Linked DNA regions of Mus musculus: region 2 is linked to region 1. Evidence: chromatin contacts called from public Hi-C data. All regions are on one chromosome and are shown on one strand. Each heading gives the region's core, a stretch centred on a gene start, on an enhancer-like site or on the middle of the called end of the contact. The rest is flanking DNA. Distances are from core to core; before and after follow the strand shown. Region 1 overlaps Gm29709 (a long non-coding RNA gene). Region 2 has its middle 26 kb from the start of Batf.

The links. Hi-C and Micro-C count contacts between places; a contact is called where the count stands out from the background.
Region 2: a Hi-C map of CD8 T cells shows a contact between it and region 1, with 1.9 times the contacts expected there. The contact joins two enhancer-like sites. A contact is called at or near these places in 2 of 484 Hi-C or Micro-C datasets (CD8 T cells and the G1E-ER4 cell line), 2 of 115 datasets of contacts at active chromatin or transcription factors (large pre-B cells and thymic regulatory T cells) and 1 of 9 other capture datasets (embryonic tail).

What each region holds. Positions count from the first base shown.
Region 1 is chr12:85,415,823-85,421,915 of GRCm38.p6, forward strand. The region is part of intron 2 of Gm29709 (a long non-coding RNA gene); the gene reads left to right. Among named protein-coding and RNA genes, the nearest start is that of Gm29709, 11 kb to the left of the region's middle. Within about 2 kb of position 2,214, at least 54 of the 459 cell types and tissues checked have an H3K27ac peak or open chromatin away from gene starts, as enhancers often do. A contact at or near this core is called in CD8 T cells, where this site is marked.
Region 2 is chr12:85,657,805-85,663,897 of GRCm38.p6, forward strand. It overlaps the pseudogene Gm33312. Among named protein-coding and RNA genes, the nearest start is that of Batf, 26 kb to the right of the region's middle. Within about 2 kb of position 3,282, at least 40 of the 459 cell types and tissues checked have an H3K27ac peak or open chromatin away from gene starts, as enhancers often do. A contact at or near this core is called in CD8 T cells, where this site is marked.

The sequences.
Region 1 (6,093 bases), core at 964-3,463:
ATTGTGTAAGCCCGGCACCCTGGAACACATGTAAAAGCAGTAGGAGAAAAAGTTGTCCTCTGGCCTCTGCATTCAGTATGTGTAACACACACACACACACACACACACACACACACACACACACGCACTAATAATAAAAAATGTATTAAAAAGAATTTAAACTTGGAGCTGCAGGAGAACTTTTACTTGCTAGAGCCCAGAACACTCAGCCCAGGGCAGCTGTCAGCTCTCGTCTCTGTCATGCAGGGAGACTCGGCAGCAGGAGAGAGCATGGACATGAAGATACAGGAATAGAGGAGAGAGATCTGACACTCATGCTGGGTGCTGGATCCAATTATACTTAAGGCCACCTCAGCTATCTGAGCTTCCAGTTGTGACAGCCTACAAAGTCCCCCACCTTGCTTTTTCCCCTGTGGCTGATCTAAATTTCTGCCAGTTGCTATGGAGTTTTGACTACTTCTATTGCTGGGAGAAAATATACCCTTTCTTCTCCACTCCTAATGGGAAGTAGCACCAGCCAGGGAGCCTGCTAGGTGTCTCTGCTCAAACGGAGCGCTGCCCCTCAAGACCCAGACCCAGAGCTTCCTTCTATGACATGTCACTGGAAGCCTCACCGTAGACTATACTTCCTGTCTCTTACATTCTGGTGAGGATATGTGAGTAGCTTTTACTAAGGAGGTGTCAGTGAAAGTGGTATGTGTCGCTGCCTGGCTGGGAGGTACTCATCATGATCTCCCTTTTGGTTTGTTTGGACAGGGTCTCTCCACTAAGCCCAGGCTAGCCCTGAGCTTGAGACTTAGTGATCTTTCTGTCTCAGGCTCTTGAGTACTGGCATTTTAGGCTTGTACCACCATAACGGGATGAATACAAACCATACTCTCTGGGTGATGAGATTGTGTTTGCCTGGTGTGGTGTTGGGGTGGTTCTGAGGGCCTTGCCTACGCAAATACTCCACCACTGAGCTACAGACACGGCCCATACTCTCAGATTTGCTTCCTACCAAGTGAATATACAGACTTCTCGGGCCCTCAGTGGTAGTAGAGCCTCAGCTGACCAGAGCCTGGGTGCAGCCTCCTGTTATGCTTTTGATATGGAGAGAGCTGGGAGAGGCAGTGGTCTTCTCCTGTAATCTTACCTATATAGAGGCAGGAGGATAAGGTGTTTGAAGCCATTCTCAGATGCACAGTGAGTTCAAGGTCTGCTTGGGCAACATGAGAACTTGCCTCAAAACAAAACAAAACAAAACAAAACAAAACAAAACAAAACAAAACAAAAATCACTTACTCATTTTGACATTTTTGATGGCTTCCATGCTGGAGTTGCAGGTGGGGTTTCTAAGAAGTGATTAGACTGTTAGAGTAATTAATGGTTTGTCTTGTTTTGTTCTTGTTGAGACAGGATTTCTCTGTGTAGTCCTGGCTGTCCAAGAACTGGCTTTATAGATCAGGTTGTCCTCGAACTCATAGAGATCTGCCTGCCTCTGTCTCCTGAGTTCTGGGATTAAAGGTGTGTACATATAACCCCACACACATACACAAACACTCACGAATTTATTTTTTATAAAATCAGGTTGTTGGAAGCCAAGCCAGCTCCTCTTTTTTTTTTCCACTCGAGTGTCTGTATGCCCTCTTGCTTGTCTGCCATAAACTGAAGTAGCTATTGTCCCTTTCCAGAAGGTGCCATTGTGCCCCTGGTCTTGCCTCTAGGCTTGACCACATAAACCCCCTTTCTTGACTCAGTCCCCCTCATTCTGTTATAACAATAGGAACATGAATATTTTCAGGCTAAGACAGCTTAATAATTTGACTCTTATTTGCTTAAGATGTTGAAATGTGTAGGATCCCTTTGTTACGGAAACCAGCATTGCTCTATTTGATACATTTCAATGGCCTAGAGCCACCTTAATAGTCTGATGTTTTCTAAGTAAGAGGCACAAGCCAAGCTTAAGGTGCATTTTAGGAGAGGCCATGGTTTAAGACAAGAAGAACTGAACTTTGTGGTCAAATCCAAGCGATGATTTCAAAGATGGAAACACAGAGAGAGTTGGAAAGTCAGCAACCAGGTAAAGTCCAGAAGAAGCAGGGAACGGGAAGACCAAGGACAGATGTAGAAGGCAAAGGAAGCGAGACGCTTGTGGTTTGGTTTGCACGGCCGCCAGCAGCAGGGAACTGGGTGAGTCTTCTGGTCTAGAGGGGCAGGGGTGGGGTTGGCAGGAAACACAGGTTTCTGGAGGAACCATGCCAGGCATCCGGCCAGGGGAGGGGATGAGTCTGATCCTCAGACAGGAAATCAGTCATGACGTCAGAACCTGCAAGGTTTGGGAACGTGTCGGGATACAGAGCTGGAAACAGGTCAAGACAAGTGGCTCAGAACTAATAGTTGAGGTATTGTGGAAGCTCATTTTCTATGGAGTCTTGGGCTGGGTCTCTTAGGTAAAGGGAAGGAAAACAGCCAGGTAGGGATGAAGCATCACAGAGCAGCCCCATCCTAGCGCTCACTGACTACTACCAAGTGATCACACCTCTCGAAGGCCTCAGATCCTCCCCACCTCCTTTTTCAAGAAAAGCAGGAAATTCAGATTTTTATGTGAAATCCCCTGCATATTAAGGGCTGGCAACAAATTAAACATTCCCCGAAACACCTGGTTAGCCAACTAAAACACATCTGTAGGCTGAACTGACCCACAAACTGCCAGCTTTGGGCCTCAACTTAGAAGAAGTGGGCAAAGACTGAAGCATGATTAAAAAAGAAAAAAAATCTATGAAAATTGTTTGATTTTCCCTCCTATTTGTAAACTGCAAGACAGAACAGAAGGGACTTTGTGATGCTGACTAACAACACAAGGACCTCGGTCTTCAGAAGAGGTCCCAGAAGTTGCCATAGATCATCCGTGTGGTCCCTACACCGTTGCAGCATCTTCCAAACTGGCTTTTCAGCTTTGATGGAGCAAGCTGATTTTCCTTAATATTGCTATCCGGTTCATCCATTTAGAAATTCTCCCTTCACAGCTGGGTCTCCAATAAAAGCAATTTAGAGAAACAGTGCCTGAACCAAACATGACCTCGACTAACTGAATTTTATGATAGGAAATGCTTCCAGGCCAAAAACCTCAAAAAACCTCAAAAAAAAAAATAATCAAAGCTTTTCAAAGACTGGATCCAACCAGCTAAGTTTATTGACCTTGGCCTATGTCTGGGTCACAGTCATGCCCAGAGGATGTGGCAGAGGCCTAGTCTGATTCACTTAAAGGTAGTGTTTTGAGGTTGCCTATTATCTAGCTTTAAGGCTTGTGTGTCCCGATCATCCTGTTTGCCCAGGAATGAGCTATTCCTGGGATGTGGAGTTTTCAGGGCTGTATTAGTCAGGGTTCTCTAGAGGAACAGAACAGATAGAATGAATCTTTTTGTCTGTCTGTCTGTCTGTCTAGATTTAGATAAATAGATAGATAGATAGGTAGGTAGGTAGATAGATAGATAGATAGATAGATAGATAGATAGATAGATAGAGACAGGTAGATATGGGAATTATTAGACTGGCTTATAGGCTGTGGTCCAGTTAGTCCAACAATAGCTGTCCACCAACAGAAAGTCCAAGAATCACAGTATTACAGTAGTTGTTCAGTCCATGAACTGGATGTCTCAGCTGGTCCTCAGTATATACCAGAATCCCAAAGAAGTGGGCTCTAATGCCAGTGAAGGAATGCTTACCAGAGAGAGCAAGTCCAAGCAGGAAAAAAACAACAGCTTCCTTTGCCCGTGCCTTTCTGTAGGCTGCCACAGATTTCAGGTGTATCTTCCCACCTCAAAAGATCAGATTTAGGGTTGATTGGTCTCCCCACTTCAAATGGTTTAATTAAGAAAACCCCTTCACAGGTGTACTTAGCTGCTTGGGTTTTAGCTAATTCCAAATATAGTCAGGTTGACAACCAAGAATAAGCATCACAAGAACTACAAGTTGGACATCCTTGGGCAACTTATCATGACTGGTCACCCTATATCAAGAGGTCCTTTTCTTAGTGTTCACACTATGACGCTTTGACATCTTTTGACTGTTCCTGGGGAAAAAAATGACTAGGGACACAGCTCTCTTAGAGCTCCTGCCTATCATGTTAAAGGCCCTGGGTTTGGTTCTCGTACCAAATCATTGTCGTCGTCATCATCATCATCAATGACAACAAGAACAGCAACATTATCTGGTACATCGGAGCATGCCTGTAATCTCATACTTGGGAGGTGGAGGCAGCAGTATCAGGAGGTCAAGTCCCACTTTGGCTATACGAGACTGCTAAAACAAACAAACAAACAAACAAACAAACAAACCAAAACAAAGCAACAACAACAAATCCAAAAAACAAATCAAGGTTTAAGGCCAGTCTGTGCTACATAGTGAGACCCCTGTCAGAAAAATTAGTGACTCACATGCCAGTGAGATGGCTCAGCTGGTAAGGGTGCTTGCCACCAAGCCTGATCTTGAATTTAATTCCCGGGACCTACATGTGGAAGGAGAGAATTGACTTTGGAAAGTTGCTCTCTAACCTCTTAACATTCCTCTCACCACATAAGCAAATAAATATAATAAAAAATTAAACCAATCAACTCAACCAGTCAGTATCAAGACAAAACAGAACAAAAAAACCCTCTCCTCCATGAACTATATTGGAACTCTCTTAGCTTTCTTACTGTTTCTAAAATTGTTCTCTCTCTCTCTCTCTCTCTCTCTTTCTCTCTCTCTCTCTCTCTCTCTCTCTCTTTCTTTCTTGATGGTGCTGGGGATTGAACTCAGGGCCTTGCCTTACCTATCTACCCATTTATCCCATGCTAGGCACATGCTCTACCAATAAGCTTCACTTCTAACCTTTTAATCATTCTTTCTTGTCTTTTACTGCCTCCTCTCCCTCCTCCTTCCCTCCTCCCCCTCCTCTTCTTCTTCCCCCTCCTCCTCCCCTTCTCCTCCTCTTCCTCTCCCCCCTCTTCTTCCCCCTCCTTACCCTCCTCTTCTTCCCCTTCTTCCCGCTCCTCTTCTTCCCCCTCTTCCTCCTCTCCCTCCTCCTCTCTGTTCTGAATTACTCTTCACAGTCCAGCCCTGGGACTTCTGTTCTCTTTTCTGCCTGTCTCGGTGGATTCCCCTTTACATAGATGATGTCTTCAGTCAGTTCTTGAGTTCTTGCCTGAGCTCCAACCCTCAAGCTCCAACAAGCTCAGGAGCATTTCCCCAAGGACGCCCTGAAGGTTGGCGACGGTCTCACTCTTGAGTCACTGTCTTGCAGTCCAGCTCCTGCTCACTCATTCACCGCCTTCTTCTACTAGCAGCAACTTCATCTTTTTGAGCCCTCGGCCACAGAACCCTGGAGTCGTCCCAAATTAGCATCACACACTGTGTCTGCAGCAGCCACCTGTCAGCCAGGCACGTGGAAGTGATTCAGTGAGTGCTTACTGAATCAAATCAGATCTTGGCAAAAGAGTCAAAAGAAAAGGGACGGATCTCTGAACCCTACTGTAGGCTTATGAAAGCCCCGTAAGGGGTTTGAACTGTAGCTCAGGTGGTACAGTACGCTCTAGAAACACAAAGCCCTAGGGATGCTATCGCCAGTACTACAAGAACCTGGCATCACATCGTTGTAATTCCAGCACTCAGGGGGTAGAGGCATTATTATCATTGTTGTTAATGATTATTATTAATGTTCCTGTATTATTTTTAAAAATCCAATAACTTACCAGGATTTTAAGAAAAAGTGTTGGGGGAAATCTGGGCCATGTTATCACTGCTGATACAGTAAACGCAAATTTTCACTGATGAGGTTTCAACCACAGGCATCCATCTGACCATCTCCAGGGAAGTGTCTCCCAATCCAGTCAAGTTGGCAACCAAGATTTACCATCACAAGTCCACTCCTTGCCAACCTGACACCTAATCTCTTTAAACCATACTTACTTCCCAAATAAAGATAATAACCAAGGCCATGGTCCTGCATAGCCTACCTATGCCGTGTACAAGAGAACATTCCTGCCTAGAGCAAAAGGCAAAGGTTTATTCATTTATTTATTGTGTGTGTGCATGCCGTGTGTGGAGACCAGAGTCAGGCATGGTGGAAGC
Region 2 (6,093 bases), core at 2,032-4,531, 240 kb after region 1:
TTAAGCTGTAGACTCTTTGCCCAGAAGTCCCTTCTGCAGAAAGAAAAAAAAAATGGATGTTAACAGAATCGGACTGAGTTATAGTCAGTTTTTCTCCTGCTATTAAAAGGAATTATGGGCCAGGGAGACAGCTCAGTGGGGAAAGTGCTTGCTGCCTAAGCATGAGGACCCCAAGTTCAGAGCCCCAGCTCCCACATGAAACTGTGGGAGCAGCAGCATGTGTCTAATTCCTGCAGTGCCTAGCTCTTGGGAAGTGGAGACAGGAGATTCCCTGGAAGCTGGAGGGCCAGCTGGCCCGGCCTACATAGCAGTGAACAGGCTCTGCCTCAGATAAGGTGGAAGGTGAGATGGTAAGGACAGACACCTGAGGTTGCCGTGGCGTGTCTACCCCGCAGATCTCCCCCTCTCCCATGCCAGAAAACATGCACTCTCTCTCTCTCTCTCTCTCTCTCTCTCTCTCTCTCTCTCTCTCTCTCTCTCGCACACACACACACACACACACACACACACACGCACACATGCATCATACAGAGAAAGAAATCACAACATTTCCACATGCCCCTAAAAGTATCAAAGGCCTCATGTATTACTTCCTTAGGGCCTAAAGCCGTGGCTCTCAGCCTTCCTAATGCTGTGAGCCTTCCATACAGTTCTTTGTGTTGTGGTGACCTCAGCCATAAAATTACTTTTGCTGCTACTTCATACCTGTAATTTTGCTACTGTTACGAACGGTCATGGAGATCTCTGTGTTTTCTGATGGTCTTAGGCAATCCCCGTGAAAGGTCCGTTTGGTTTCCCCCCCCCCCCCCATGGCCTCATGGCTACTTAGTTCGTGGCTTGTCACAGGAAAATAAACACAGAGCAGGGTATTCAGCCCTCCCAGGAGATTTCAGGCCAGTAGTAGAGGCAGAAAACAAATTGAGGGTGCGTCAGTGTACGACTTCATTTTAGTAACATTTTAGAAGAGTCTCACTCAGATGCACTGAGCACGTATACTTCTTGGCTTTCTTCAGTCACCAAGGGAGTTCACAGATAATTGTTTATTCCTTTACTTATTTTGGTTTTTGGAACAGGGACTCCGTTGCACTACAGCCTAGCCTGGCCTCACCCTTCCAGAGATCCTCCTGCCTCAGCCTTCTGACTGCTGAGATTATAGGCATGTAGCATCGTGTGCAACCTGATGATACGTGTACATCAAAGGTCGAGAGAGGTCATCTTCCTGGCCCAAGATGCTGAGCCTGTCAGGGACAGAGAAGGAGTTCAGTCAAGGCCGGGGTCCTGAACTTCTGCCCACTGTCTGGCTACTTGAGCAGGAAAGGTTGAATGAAGTCAGGTTGTCGGGGAAGGAAGGGTGACTGCGTACAACAGTTGTGACAGCTTGGGCTCCTGCCTGCTGCCAGCCACCTGGGGGAGCCTGACTTTGAGGATCACTCCTCTGCTGCTGTCTGGGGTCCCTTGGCTGCCTCTTCCCCTCTGCCTTGTCTCCCCCACCTGCACCCCATCACCCTAACTTGGCTAGGTTGTAGGTTGGGGATCTCCATCTTTATGTGATTGCAAGCCATCTAAGAGGGCAGAGATGACAAGCCATGCAGTTATCCTTTGGGCATGGATAGGGTGGAGAGGCAGACCGGGAAGCTTGCCCAGTTGCCATGGAGACAATGATAAGCCCCCAAAGAGAAGATAGTGACATGTGTTCTAGCTTACAAAGCACTTCCTTCAATGTTCTTTGTTCCTTAACTCTTTATTCAAGGCAAAGCTGCTGATGTCATTGCATCACAGACTGGGGCAATAGTTCACGTGGTAGAGGGCATCTTGCATGAAGCTGTGGGTTTGGTTTGCCAGCATTGCATAAATTGGACATGGTGGAGCATGCCTGTGGTTCCAGCACTTTTGTAAAACACAGGGTTGTTTTTTTGTTTTGTTTTGTTTTGTTTTTTCGAGGCAGGGTTTCTCTGTATAGCCCTGGCTGTCCTGGAACTCACTTTGTAGACCAGGCTGGCCTCGAACTCAGAAATCCGCCTGCCTCTGCCTTTTCCTAGCTCTGTTCACTGAAGGAATTTAAGGATATCCTCAGCTACATTGTGAGTTCCAAGACAGCTTGGGTTTCATAGGACCATGCCACAAAACAAAACAATATATTATGTGTCATGGGACTGTGGTAGTTCCTGGTGATCTTCCCATCTGTGGCCCTAAAGGCTATCATCTTTCTTGGCTTCCTTCCTCTTGCTCCCACTGAACTGCATAGTTGATATTTCCTAATTAACTTCTCTGTATCTTTACTTTGACTCCATTTAGACCAGTTCATGTCATTGTCAGGTAGTCACCAGAGAGGACTGCTCCAACACAAATTTAAGTCAATAGAAAGTCTTTATTAGGCTTTTTGGACAGGGATATCGAGAGGCAAGATGTAGCTACTAGTATCCCCCAATTTATATGGTAAATCCACCCGGATTTGCCACCAGAAGATTTAGATTGAATATGGCTTACAAGATTAGGATTCTAGTTGTTGTGCCTAGCGATTAAGTCACCATTGTTTCTGGGGAAAAAAAAAGAAAAAGAAAAAAGAAAGAAAGAAAGTCTTTATTAGCCAGCCAGTGACAACACTGGGTTTTCGGGATCCCAGTGTAGCCCTGAGCCTTTCTTGGGATGGGCTTTTAAAGCACAAACCCCATGTTTTGGGTTGACATACTTCAGCTAACAAGAGCAGTTCGCCAGAAGTGGAACTACAGAAACTAAAAAGTAAGGTTAGTTACATTCTGAGACTTTCCCAGAGCCGTGGACTTTGATGGGTTAGGCCTTTGTTTTAGTTTTGGCAGGTGATGGTGTGTTCACAATGAGTTTTACAGCCTGAATGGCATTTCCATCATGGAGTCAGTCATGCTAAGGTCTGGTGCCCTGCTACCAGAGAACAGAAAGTCAGGATGTAAGGGCCTGAAATCCAGACAGGCCTCCTTCTGAATCATGTGACAATAAATTCTGTTGGGGCCATGGCACACACCCCCCCCCTCTCCGTGTGAATAAGGCAGCCTGGCTCCTGGATGCAGGTGGTGGGGCCTCTTCACCTGGTACCGGCTCGCTTGTCATTCAAGGTTCCCTTCAGGCGTGGCTGAACTTTCAGTGGGTTTTTGGCTTGAAGCTCACCCAACAGCGAGCCGCTGACTAGAGGAACTTAGCCTTTGCTTGGGGGGTTGGGGGGGGAGGTAAGCAAAGAAGTGGTTTGGAGAGCGAAAGGCTCAGTTTGCCTCTGCCTGGTAGCCCATGTGAAAGGCGCTTGCTTCTGTTTGAGGTGCAGGGTGTCTCCGGATGGGACCAGGAAGTGGTAACTCCTTCAACCTGGCCGCCCGTTCACACCTTCAGTGACTCATTTTGATGAAACTCAACGGAACTCCAAACACCTGCACACACCGTGGAGTATTTTCAGATAGAAAGCTTCCCAGCTCCCTTCTGTACAGACCCCAGGAAACAGACCCACCAGAGGCACCAACAGCCCGAGAGAACACTGTTCCTGACTGCGCACACCTCCTTGCTCCCGTTTCTGCGCTCCTGGATACAGTAAGCACTGGCCTTGAGGGGTCCAAGGCGAGCAAGTAAAACACGCTGGGGTGACTGTTTTATGCACACCCATCAGAGGCACAAAACATATACATACATGGGGATGCATGTGTTGTGTTTTTATAAGCAGATCACTAATTTGCATATTGTGACTGATGTCAGTTTTATAAAATAAAAATTCGAGTTATGTGTGTATCTAAATTTATGTCTCCCTAGATGATAGAATTATAATAGTTTAATTGTTTTGTTTTGTTTTGTTTTTCGAGACAGGGTTTCTCTGTGTAGCCCTAGCTGTCCTGGAACTCACTTTGTAGACCAGGCTGGCCTCAAACTCAGAAATCCACCTGCCTCTGCCTCCCTAGTGCTGGGATTAAAGGCATGCGCCACCACACCCGGCTCATTTCTTTCTTTTATTTTGTAAAGAGTACACTGTAGATATACAGATGGTTGTGAACCTTGTTGGGAATTGAATTTTAGGACCTTTGCTCACTCTGGTCAGCCCTGCTCGCTCTGGCCCAAAGATTTATTTAATATTATACATAAGTACACTGTAGCTGTCTTCAGCCATGCCAGAAGAGGGAGTCATATCTCATTACGGGTGGTTGTGAGCTACCATGTGGTTGCTGGGATTTGAACTCAGGGCCTTCAGAAGAGCAGTCTGCTCTTACCCGCTGAACCATCTCACCAGCCCCCTTCCATTCTTCCTTTCTTCCTTCCTTTTTTTTCCACATTGTTTTCAGACTGCACCTTGTTTAGTAGTCTAGGCTGGCTTCCAATTCCCCAATGATTGAGCTATGGGTATACTCTCTTCACCTACTTTGATTTTTTGTTTGTTTATTTGTTTTTTTGTTTTTTTGAGACAGGGTTTCTCTGTATAGCCCTGGCTGTTCTGGAACTCACTTTGTAGACCAGGCTGGCCTTGAACTCAGAAATCTGCCTGCCTCTGCCTTCAAAGTGCTGGGATCAAAGGCGTGCGTCACCAACGCCCAGCTGATTCACTTATTTCTTATTACAAAACTTTCTGTCTCTTTCCGCCATTTTGGCGCCTATGGAGGCCTGCTGGGAACAGGACTTCTAAAAGCAAGTGTGTCTGGAAGGCTGTGGTGCAAGGCCATTTTTGCTGGCTACAAGCCAGGTCTCCGGAACCAAAGAGAGCACACAGCTCTTCTTAAAATTGAAGGTGTTTATGCCCGAGATGAAACGGAGTTCTACTTAGGCAAGAGATGTGCTTATGTGTATAAAGCAAAGCAAAGCAAAGCAAAGCAAAAACAAAACAAAACAAAACAAAACAAAAAAAACAAAAAACAAAAAAAAACCCAAAAAAACAAACAAACAAACAAAAAACAATACAGTGACCCCTGGAGGCAAACCAAACAAACCCAGAGTGATCTGGGAAAAGTAACTCGGGCCCACGGAAACGGTGGTATGGTTCGTGTCGAATTCCGAAGCAACCTTCCTGCAAAGGCCATTGGACACAGAATCCGTGTGATGCTGTACCCATCCCGGATTTAAACTAATGGAGAGTAAATAAATAAAAGCAAAACAAAAACAAAACAAAACAAAAACCCAAACAACTTTCTGTAATTGACAACGACACTAAGGACCACTCTAAATCCTTGGTCCAGAGGATGCTTCTTGAGCCAGATTGGAGACCCGCTAAGATTCCCTTCTGAGCTGGGGAAAGCCTTGCCTCCTCTAACCAATATCTTTGCTGCCCTCCAGTGGCTATCTGGGGCCGCAGCACGCCTACTGTCTCAAACTGCCTATTTCTTCTATTTCTATTTCTATTTTGTTTCCCAGGAACCCGGTTTCTTAGAACTGGCTTGCTTTTCCGAGTTTGAGGGCCATTTATATTCAGTGAGGTACTCGGGTGTGACCCTTTTCAAGATCCGGTGGAAGTGTCGATCTTGTTAATCTCCAAAAGATCCCAGCTCATTGCAGACCCGAAAGGGCCTGAGTAGTGGCGCTGAGAGCCCACGTTCTCACAGAGGAGCCGCATTTGGTTTTTGTTTAGGGTCCTGACTGCTGAAGTCCACCAAGCACACCTTTCCAAATGCTAAAGGCAGTGTTTCTCCTGAAGTAGGAGGAGGTTTCTGCTTTGGCCTTCCACTCCCAGACGTTTTTGTATCAAGCTAATTGCTCCATCTCTCTGTCCTTCATCTGCCGGGGGGGGGGGGGGGGGGGTTGTCATCATGCCTTCGGGATTTTTTTGTTTCTCTGTATAGCCCTGGCTGTACTGGAACTCACTCTGTAGATCAGGCTGGCCTCGAACTCAGAAATCTGCCTGCCTCTGCCTCCTGAGTGCTGGGATTAAAGGTGTGCACCACCACGCCCAGCATGCCTTCGGGATTTAACACACACACACACACACACACACACACACACACACACACTGTGCCACCCCCAGCCACTAGCAGGGGAGCCGAGTCGCTTTTCCTGTGGCCATGGCTCACAGACCTGTATTGTCCAACCCTGTGGGGGAATCAAGGCTGCAGTCCATCACGCTGCAGCCACAGTCAGAAATCAGAGAGGGGTGGGTGC